Linked DNA regions of Cricetulus griseus: region 1 is linked to region 2. The links are chromatin contacts, called in public Hi-C maps. All regions are on one chromosome and are shown on one strand. The core of a region is the stretch at or near the end of the contact, and the rest is flanking DNA. Distances in the headings are between cores, read along the strand shown.

Region 1 (5,472 bases), core at 1,793-4,292, 62 kb after region 2:
GTGTGTCTTTGGTGTGTTTGTTCCTGTCTGTATCAGAGTATGTGTGATCTGGGGCATCTGTCTATATTAGTCATATGGGATGAAGTCTCTTATGTGTTAGGGCAGGTGGAACATGTAGGATGACGTCTCTGTGTGTTAGGGCAGGTGGAACATGTAGGATGACGTCTCTGTGTGTTAGGGCAGGTGGAACATGTAGGATGACGTCTCTGTGTGTTAGGGCAGGTGGAACATGTAGGATGACGTCTCTGTGTGTTAGGGTAGGGTGGAACATGCAAATATGTCCATCTGGAGGAATCTCCTCAGGATTTTCACTCTCTTTTGAAGCCATGTTTTCTGTTCTTGTAGCTGGAAGGTGACACCATCACTTTGAAGCCCCGGCCTTCAGCTGATCTGACCAACAGTAGTGCCCCATCTCCATCCCACAAGGTTCAGCGCAGTGTCTCTGCCAACCCTAAGCAGCGACGCTCCAGCGACCAGGGTACGTGCTCTTGGGAATTGCATGTCAGAGACTGCTTTCTCCTGAACCCTCATAGGTTGAGTTACATTTCAGTCCTGGTTCGGCTCCTTCATAATAGCTTGGCCATGGGCCAGTTACTAACTTGCCCCCACTTCTGGGAAATGGGACCGTGGTGGTAAGGAAGTGGCAAGCATGTCATGGGTCTTCAGGCAGACTCCTACTCTTACACATTTCACTTTTTGCCCCATAGCCGTCCCTGCCATTCCCACCTCAAATTCCTACTCTAAGAAGACCCAGAGTAACAATGCAGAAAATAAGCGGCCTGAGGATGAGACGGGGCGGAAAGCCAGCAGCACCGCCAAAGTGCCTGCCAGCCCTCTGCCTGGCGTAGAGAGGAAGAAGACCACTCCTACCCCCTCCACAGTAAGCCATGAGCTACCACCGCTCAGCCCTGGTCTCCCTGTCTTCTGATCTTCCTTGGTGAGGCCTGGCCCTTGGCTGTACCTGAGCTTACTATAGAAAGTAGGCTACAGAGCAGCTTGGGACAGGGGCCTTCAGTGGCCCTGGGGAACATCCCTGGCTCCTGTGAGACAGTTCTTGCCCTCCCTTCCTCACAGAACAGCGTCCTCTCCACCAGCACAAACCGAAGCAGGAACTCCCCACTTTTGGACAGGGCTAGCCTTGGCCAGTCCTCTATCCAGAATGGTAAAGACAGGTGAGTACCTGGACTGCGTGCCTTGCTCTTGCGGCCATTTCTCACAGTGGGCAGTGACACCTGTCAGTGGCATCATCTTCTGCCTCTCCAGAGTGATGTCCCTGGAGTCCCGTCCTGGCCCTGTCCAGTCTAGCCATCCACCCTCCCGCACCATTGCCATCCTTCCTCCTGTCCTCTGCTCCTTGACATTTGCCAAGCATAGGGTACCAGTGAGCATCAGTCATCCTGCTTCTTGACCACACCAAGTCCAGAATTGTCCATCTGTCTAGGTACCATACGGCTTTGTGTTTGGGGCCCCGTCAGAAGACAGAGCCCAGAGTACCAATGGGGGGACTCCCCAGTGAGGGTTTTATTGTGGCCTCAGAAGCAGAGTTCCCCACCTTGCCTGCCACCTTGCTTAGTGTGTTACATTACTGGTTCCATCTCTTTTGAGCTTAATGAAAGTTTTCTCCTCAGTAACATCCTGTCCTTTGTATAAAGGGAAAATCCTTGTTCTCACATTTCCTGGGAGACCAGTGTGGCTTCCTGTCAGCTTTCCCTCATTTTTGGTTTTCTCTTCCTAGGCTGTGGCCTCCCTGGCTGCTTACTGACCTTGCCCTCCACTTCCAATGGCTTGTCCTTAGCTCTCACTGGCCTGGAGCCGCTCCCGGGGCCTGACCTGCATCTGCTGAGGCTACAGCTCTGACCCTGGCCCTGCCCTTGCTTCCTAACCCAGACTCTTACCTCACCCTTAATCCGGGCCTTTCCGCTGCTTTTGTCTCCTAGCCTAACCATGCCAGGGTCCCGGGCCTCCACGGCTTCTGCTTCTGCCGCAGTCTCTGCGGCCCGGCCCCGCCAGCACCAGAAATCCATGTCTGCCTCCGTACACCCCAACAAGGCCTCTGGGTTGCCCCCCACGGAGAGTAACTGTGAGGTGCCTCGGCCCAGGCAAGTGTGCTGGGGTAGCTAATGCACTTGTCCCCTGGCCTGTCCCACCCCTGCCCTACAGTATCTTCCTACCTAGAGGACCTGCTTCATTTTTATCATCTTAGCTACAAGAAATAGCTCTGTTGCCTACAACCAGAAAATAAGAGGACACAAATGATAATAATGCCCTTTTCCCTCTAGCCCCCTCAGAACAGGAGTGCAGGAAGCTGTCCTGAAGCTCCAGAGGGAAGATGTTTTGTTCTCCTCTGAACCTTCATAGCTTTCCTTAGGGACACTCAGCTCTTGAGGGTTCTCCTTGTCCCCTTGCAGGTCCAGGGCCAACTCTTTCCAGCCTGTGCTGCTTACGTACATGGGTCCTCCTTGTCTCCCCTCCCCAGACCATCTCACTACTGTCCTCAGTGGTCAGTCCCTCCCTTCTGTGTCCTCCGTGCGTGATGGCTGCTTTGCCCTAGCATTCCCAACCCCATCCCAGGGCCTGCATGTGCTCAGTACTGGTAGCTCCCTGTACCTGACGTGTGCCTTTGCCCCTACCTCTTTCCCATAGCACAGCCCCCCAGCGTGTCCCTGTCGCCTCCCCCTCCGCCCACAACATCAGCAGCAGTGGTGGAGCCCCAGACCGAACTAATTTCCCCCGGGGTGTGTCCAGTCGAAGCACCTTCCATGCTGGGCAGCTCCGGCAGGTGCGGGACCAGCAGAACCTGCCCTACGGTGTGACCCCAGCCTCTCCCTCTGGCCACAGCCAGGGCAGGCGGGGGGCCTCTGGAAGCATCTTCAGCAAGTTCACCTCCAAGTTTGTCCGCAGGTGAGAGGGGCTGGAGCCAGGCCTTCCCACTTAAATGGGGATGGGGGTGGGGTGGGGACAACAGAGCTGGGGCTGGTGCCTCAGCAGGACTGAGAAATAGGGTTGTTCTCAGCATCTCAGGCACCTAGACTCATCCTCTTAGGCCTTTCCCCAGCGCATCTCAGGCACCCCTCATTTGATGGCCCCAAGCAGATGGGCGATGCCGCCTCCTCTCTAGGGGAGTGTGAACTCAGATGCTAAAATAAAAGCCCCCCTCTTCTCTCCTGGGTTCCCATGGAAACTTATATTTGGTGACGCAGCTGCAAAGTCATGAGGCATGAGCCAGGCTGGGTTGAAAGATTTTCCTAGTCTATTCTTGCCCCCTTTGACCTCCTTCCCCTGTTTACCCACCCTTAGGTAGATTGTGTCTGGCTCTAGCTATGTTCTTCTGCCCCAGGGCTTCCCAGTGCAAAGCCCATAAATGAAATAGCTGCTGAGGGCTGCAGGAGCCTCTCTTGCAGTGCCAGGGTTCCAGTGCCTTCCTGGCCTAGACCCAGTTGGGAGATGTCTTCATGAGGCTTCTCTAGCCTGAGCCCCCATCACAGAGATGAGTGGCCTGAGATGGCTCAGCCATCGGATCTCCTGGGGTACTCTGTCCCTGTTCAACCCTGGAGGCTAAACTGTTCAGAACCAGGTGGGGCTTCTTGAGAGCCAGCCCGCCCATCCCTGCTGCTTGTCCTTCACCCATCCAAGCCGCCAGACACAGGGGAGGCTGCAGGGGCGAACAGACCAAGTCCAGGCCTCTAGTCTCGCTGAGCGGCTCTTCTGAACCTGAAAAGCCCACTCCCACCTGCTCACCCACATGCCGTCTTGTTGGTTTTTTGTTTTTTGTTTGTTTGTTTGATTGGGGTTTTTTTTATTTCTTTTTTTATTTTGTCTTTTTTGTTTGTTTTTTTTTAGAAATCTGTCTTTCAGGTTTGCCAGAAGGTAGGCGTTGAGCCCTCTGTGTGTGTGTGTCTGTCTGTCTGTCTGTCTTTCTGGGTCTTTGTCCTGCCTCCGTCACTAACTCCCCTGTTGGCTGATGCTTCCTGTCTTTCTGCTGACCCTGTATATGTGGACTTCCTGTCTGCTATCTTAAAGGGATGAAGACTTCTCTGGAGGGGTCTCAGCCCTAAGCTGACCTTCCTGCCCCTTCACACTGGCAGGACTTGGAATACATGTTCTCCCGAGAGGATATTTTGGGTCCCTCAGAGGAAATGGCTTTGAAAGTGAGGGCCTCCCTTGGTCAGCAGGCACATGCCCTCAGAAGAGAAGAGACCTCAGGATTCTCCCTTTAAGATTGTCTCCTGATACCCAACCAGGTTTGGGTCACATTGGGCTCCCTTTCTCGCCCTTTCCCCTGTTGTGTGCATGTGCTACAAGTAACCTCCACGGGTTTGAGGCGCATCTGGAATGATGTCTCATTTGGGGGTGTCCTGGGCTTGCTGAACCTCAGGGCTGTGACTTATTTCCCCTGTACTGTGGCATGACAGGACTTTGGAGGTACTATAGGGACATTAGGGTCCCTTGGCTAGCCTGACTCCTCCAGGCCCCAAAAGCCTTTGCCTCATAGATGTAGTACAGCGCCCCCTTCTGGTGGGTTCTGCAGAACTGACCCAGCCCACCCTGGCACAGCATCTGGGCGCTTACGCTGCTCTCCTCTGGGCTGTTTCCTCCAGATGTCGCCTGAGCCTGCCAAAGAGCCAAGAGCTGGATATTCTCAGGCAGGGGTCATTCTGCCGCCAGGCCCTGGTGGAACAGCAGGAGGTCCACACCCTGCTCCTGCATCTCCCTTCCTGGGACAGAGCCTGGCTTGTTCAGCCTGGCCATGTCCTCTGCAGGCCTAGGTACGCCAGGTACTGAGCTGCAGACTGAGGGCCAGATTGGGAGCTCTGGATTTGCTTGGCAGGTGCCTTGGCTCCCCAGATGAGGGATAGATGGGCCAGATGGGATCTTGAGACATCCCTACCCACCCACCCCACCCCAGCTCACTGCATGGCTGGCAGGGCCTGCCCCATAGGGGCCTGGAGAGAGCAGCTGGAGCCCCATCCTTTGCACACGCGGGCCCTGCTCACAGTGTGCTCCGTGGCATCTGTGTCTTGTGTCTTCTTGCTCCTTTTACATGTGCTGCTGCTGCTCTCTCCTCCTTCTTGTCCCTCCTCTCCCCTGCAGCCCCCAGAATCCCAGCTCCGGGCACTCATCTTCCTGGCAGGAGCTGGAGAAGCCGCTCAGCGGGGCCAGACCTCTTTCTCACCTCCCCAGGGCCCTGCCCAGCCCTTGCCTTGTGTGAGCAGCCAGCCTTGGCAGCCAGCAATGGGGGAGGTAGCAGCACAGTGGCCTTGCCCACTGGGCCACAGACATCTACCCCAGGTGTCTACCTAACAACTTCAGGTTTTGACACAGTGAAGGCTCCAAGAGGCTTTCACAGTCTCTCTTCCAAGACAGAGACAGAATGGCCTTTACCCCATCTTCATTCTGACACCTTGGTTATTGGCACAAAAATTGTTCCCAGCCCCCATTCCAGTAGTGATCTTGAGCCTGGCTGTGGGCTGG
Region 2 (5,294 bases), core at 1,924-4,423:
CCCCCAAGTGCTGGGTTTCAAGGCATGCACCACTATTCCCAGCTGAGGAATTTTTTTTTTTTAAATGAGTTCTGCCTGCTTGTCTGTATACACCCTACACACATGCAGTGCCTGTGAAGGCCAAAAGAGGGTTGTGAGTCACCTTGGGACCAAACCCATGTCCTCTGAAAGAACAAGTGATTTAACTGCTGAGCCACCTATCCAGCAACTAGTTTTGGTGTTTTGTTTTTGTTTTGTGTTTTTGTTCCTGTTTTGTTTTGAGAGAGGTTTCTCTGTGTAGTCCTGGCTGTCCTGGAATCCATTCTGTATACAAGGTAGCCTCGAATTCAGAGATCGATATACCTCTGCCTCTGGAGTGCTGGAATTAAAGGCATGTGCCACTGTGGCCTAGTTTATTTTGTTTTTGAGACAAGGGTTTACTGTGTAGCCCTACCTGTCCTGGAACTCATCATATAGAACAGGTTGGCCTCAAACATGTATTCTTCTGCCTTTGTTTTTTAGTGTCAGGATTAGAGGGCAGACCACCATACTCAACTTGAGTTTTGCTTGTCTGTCTTTTCTTTTTGATGCTAGGGATTGTTTCCAGAGCCTCCTGCATGCTTTGGGTGTTAAATGGCACTCTCCCACTATCCTACAACCCTAAGGATCCTTATTTTCATGAGTGCCTATTCTTTGTGTGTGTGTGTGTGTGTGTGTGTGTGTGTGTGTGTGTGTGTGTGTGTGTGTGTTTTGAGACAGGGTTTCTCTGTGACTTTGGAGGCTGTCCTGGAACTAGCTCTTGTAGACCAGGCTGGTCTCGAACTCACAGAGATCTGCCTGCGTCTGCCTCCCGAGTGCTGGGATTAAAGGAGTGCCTATTCTTTTACCACGAGTTTCTTTGTCTTAGAAGGGATATTGAAAATGAAAATGAAATGGTCTCTCTTGACTTGCCTTGTAGAATATTTAAAAAGGTAATTTAAGGCCAGGGATACAAATATTTAGAGGATGGAGACAGGAGGATCAGGAGTTCAATGCCACCCTTGGTTGCATATTGAGAGCAGTCTGGGCTATACTATACCTGTTTCAAAAAATAAAAAAAACTTGGCTTGCCATAGTGGTATTCACCTTTAATCCCAGCACTTGGGAAGCAGAAGCAGATAGATCTCTGAGTTCTTGGCCAACCTGGTCTACATAGTGAAACCATGTCACAAAATCAAAACCAACAGTAAAAAATAGTTATATGATTTAAAAAAAATATTTATTTGGCTGGGCAGTGGTGGCACATAGCTTTAATCCCAGCTCTCAGGAGGCAGAGGTAGGTGAATCTCTGTGAATTCAAGGCCAGCCTGGTCTACAGATAAAGTTCCAGGACAGGCTCCAAAATTACACAGAGAAACCCTGTCTTGAAAAACAAAACAAAATTTATTTGTGTGTATATATGTGTGCCTTTACAGGCTTATGTATACCACTTGCTACAGGTGATGACAGAGGTCAGAGGGCATCAGATCTTCTGGAACTGTAGTTTACAAGAGGTAGTAAACCACCTGTAGGGATCTGGGGCCCGATCCAGGTCCTCCGGGGGAAAAAGTGAGTTTTCTTAATTGATGAACCATCTCTCCAGCCTGTTATGTTTTCTTCCTTTTTTCAATTTTTAAAAACTTTTATGAGTATGCATGTTTGCCTATATGTAGGTCTGTGCAATTGTATGTCTAGTGGAGGTCATAAGAAGGTATCATACTACCTGGGACTGGAGTTATGAGCAGTTGTTAGCCACTATATGGGGTGCTGGGAACATGAATGTCAGTCCTCTGGGAGAGGAACCAGTGCTCCCTCTTGACTTCTGAACCATCTCTCCAACTCATACAAATCTATTTTAGTTACATTTTTATTTAGTGTATAGGGTAGCATGCCCATGGAAGCCAGAGGACAATGTTTTAGACTTGGTTCACTCTGTTCACTCTGTTGGTCCCCAGGATCAAACTCAGGTCCATTGAGCCATTTAGCCTGCCCTAGTTATGTGATCCCACATCCCCAAGATCACACACATAAGCATCTTCTCAGGACAGAGCTGTATCCTAAAGGTGCATGTCTATGAGCCTGTCCATTGTCAAGTTTCAAGGACCCTGACCAGGTGCCTGTCCCAGGCCTTTTGGAACAATAAAGGGACTGAATTTGAGGTTGTCTGGTGCATATCTCAAAGCCAAGATAGTCGGAAGATGGCGGATGTGCCAAGCAGGAGATAGGTAATAGGGTGACACATTTGGCAGTTGACACATGTTGATAGGAAGGTTGAATGATAAGGTAAATTTTAAGCGCTAAGGGACAAACATGCTGATGGGATGTTGCGTTAGGAACAAAAAAATACCAATCACAGGAACAGCTCATAATTGTATTTTCTAAGAAGTCAAACAACAGGTACACGTACAGGTGACACACACCTGTTCACGGTTTGAAAATAAACGAAAACTGACGGAAAGAAACGAAGGTAGGTTTCGGGTGTTGCCGGAAATGGCTGACTACAGCCCTCCGCTAAGCGCTAAGCGACGGAACGGGGGCGTGGCCCGTTTAGCACACGCGGAGACTCTTCGGGTGTTTCCGGAAACTACCGAATGCCAGCTCCAAGTGGGCGGAGAAAAGCCGGTAGGCGTGGCTGTTGGTTGGCTCTGGAGGTACGGAGAGTCTCTTCGTGGATTTCCGTAAACAGAGCCGAAGCTTGATCTTCGGAATCGAGGAGGTGCGCGCGTCCCCGGGGATTACCTTCTTCGGTAGTTTCCGGAATTCACCCATAGTCTGGGCCGAGAGGAGAAGGCTCGTCCCCCTCCCGTTCCTAGTTGTTTCGGATGTTTCCGGCTCCTGCCGGCGGAAAGAGCCGAGAGCTGGCGGTGGTGGCGGCCATGTTGGGAGCAGCAGGTCCGGCGGCGGCTGCCTGTGTGCCGGGCGCGGAGCAGTGCGGCTGAGGGCAGGGGAGGAGCGAGGCAGGCGGCCGGCTGCGGCGGCAGAGAGTAGGCGGAGCGGCGCGGCCGGGCCGAAAGGCGGCACAGCCCAGCCGGGGGTCGGGGGGGTGCGGTCCAGAGCTGCTCGGAGCCGGCGAGGCCTAGCCCGAGCGGCGCATCCCCGGGCTGGCGTGAGTGATCGCCCGGCCTCCCCGCACCCCCGGCCGGGGCCCATGCAGCGGGTGCTCCTGCTGTGAGAAGCCCCGCCCGGCCGGTCTCCAAGCCTTCCTTTTCCTCCCTTCCTCCAAGCTTCTCGGTTCCCTCCCCTGAGGTACCGGCGCCATGTCCAGCGCTCGGACCCCCCTACCCACGCTGAACGAAAGGGACACGGAGCAGGTAAGGAGCCCTTAGGGCTCCCCCAATTCTGTGGCTGGGCCCCTGCACCTTGCGGAGCCTCCTCCCTCTGCTCTCCTCGTGCTCTTACTGTCTTCTGCAAGCCTCGGCTGTCCTGTCATCTGGCCCCGGGCTCTAGTCCCGCACATCTCTCTTCCTAGTCCTGACCTGGGACCCCACCTTGTCCTGACTGAGCTACACACTCTTCTGCCAAAACGCCCCTTGTCTCTCACTACCCTCCTGCGTTCTTCCGTGCTATCTCCCTAGCTTCCCCTTCTCTTCCCTTTTCTCTCAGGGGCCTTTCTGGTCTTCCTCCACCCACGCTTAAAGCAGCCACCTTCCTGCTCCTCGAATAACACCCCGCGATTTGCGGCGGGTTGTTGCCCACCTCTTCCTCGTCTCTCTAGCCTTCTTTCCCCTCTGCCCGCACCGGCTTCCCCAGTCCCTCGGTTTTCTCCCTTAAGGGTCTTTACCCCGAGTGTGTTCTCTGTCCCTGTCTCCTTTCACTTCCCCAGCTTTTTCTATCCTCCTTTCCTGTTCCAAATTGGGCTCTCCCTGTTGCTTGCAACCCACCAGCTCCACCCTCGTCACCTTTCCAAATTGTTCGCCTACTCTTTGCTCATCACTTTCCCTTCTTTTCGGCAGGAGCTCCCTGGCTCCTGGCACTGGCATGTGTCGCTTCCGTGTTTCCCATACAGCTGTCATGCGCATAGTTTTCCCACAGGTTGCCTTTGGGGTTCCAGTCACCGCTCCCTTCAGAGTCTTTGGATCGGTCCTGTTTCTTGCCCCCATTGGGATTTGACATTTAAGTTCCTGGGCCTCCTGTCCAAATGGTCTTTCAGATTATCCCTGGGCTGTCCCTCCATTATGGGAAAGACACTGTTTCAACGTGGCTGGATTAACATAACCTGTTGCTCAGTCTTTCCCAGACTGCATCAGCTGCATCAGTCCCTGCGTTACTGCCTACTTACACTGCAACACAAATTAGGATACTGCTTGTCTCCACACCGGTGCCTGTCACTTCTCATAGTATCCTAGTATCTTCCTCCTTGTTTGCTACTTCCTGTTGCTCAACCTCCCCCCATCTTTCTTACTATATGCCTCTTAATCAGTGCTACTTTTCGTGTCCGCGTGGGTCTCCTACCCTCTTCACTGTTTATTTATACCTCTTATGCTCTGTTCATTCCCTCTTTTGGCCAGTCCTTGCCATTCCCAGGGTGCACGCTAGCTGCTTCTGCTGCAGGTCAGTCACTGGGCCCTATGCTTTCCCTTTCATCCTGGCAATCACTGCTATTTGTCTCCCAAGCGTTTTCCTTTTCTGTGTCATTCTTTCACTTCTGAGCCAAGGTGTCCACTTTCTACTTCTCTCCTTTGTTTGACTGTCACCCGTGTCCCTTGCTGCCTGCTTTTTGGACAGTCCCCTTCCTGTCATACGTTTGTGAGTGAATTTTAGTAAACACAAATTTGTGTGAAAAAAGGAGCATACTTTGCCTCCAGCCCCCTTTGTGTTTCCCTCTTGTTCCCTGGTTTTTGGTTTTTTTAGCCAGGTAGGTTAGAGCTGCTGCTGTATTTGCTTAGCATTGACTTCTTTCTTTGAAAAGACTTCTTTTACTCTTTACTGTACTTTTTGCCTTGTTATCTTCTTGCTGACTGTTACCTGGGCACTTAGGAGCTAAAAAGGCATCAGAACTGAGTTTTCTGTTGTCATGGTAGATCCATACTACCTATGGACTGTTTGCTTTTGGGGCAAAGTAGGGGTTGAGAGGGAGGGGTGGTTGATTATTTATTTCATCACTGGGCTTTGCAGCTTTTCCTGCCTCGGATACATGTCTCCGGAAATTGAGGAGCTTGGTCTGTGTTACAGTCCCTTGCTTGCCAGTTGCATCTCTTCTGGGAAACACTTTGTCTAGGCTCTTTTGAGGTTGCTCTGTACATCCCTTTTCCTCTTACCTTTGTTTTAGTAGGTAGGCCTTGCCTAACTGGAGAACT

The links. Hi-C and Micro-C count contacts between places; a contact is called where the count stands out from the background.
Region 1: a contact with region 2 is called in a Hi-C map of the CHK-Q cell line, with 5 times the contacts expected there. The contact joins the enhancer-like site here to the promoter of Mark2 in region 2. A contact is called at or near these places in 5 of 8 Hi-C or Micro-C datasets (the CHK-Q cell line, the CHO-K1 cell line, fibroblasts and 1 more).

The regions. Positions count from the first base shown.
Region 1 is chr3:52,178,684-52,184,155 of CriGri-PICRH-1.0, forward strand. It overlaps Mark2 (serine/threonine-protein kinase MARK2), which reads left to right. Exons shown (of 17, transcript XM_027408409.2): 12 at 346-478; 13 at 708-880; 14 at 1,075-1,172; 15 at 2,644-2,901; 16 at 3,841-3,867. Among named protein-coding and RNA genes, the nearest start is that of Rcor2, 13 kb to the right of the region's middle. Within about 2 kb of position 3,043, at least 1 of the 6 cell types and tissues checked has open chromatin away from gene starts, as enhancers often do.
Region 2 is chr3:52,116,602-52,121,895 of CriGri-PICRH-1.0, forward strand. Mark2 (serine/threonine-protein kinase MARK2) reads left to right here and starts at 3,174. Exons shown (of 17, transcript XM_027408409.2): 1 at 3,174-3,308. The coding sequence starts at 3,255. All of the region lies in intron 5 of Spindoc (spindlin interactor and repressor of chromatin-binding protein), which reads left to right.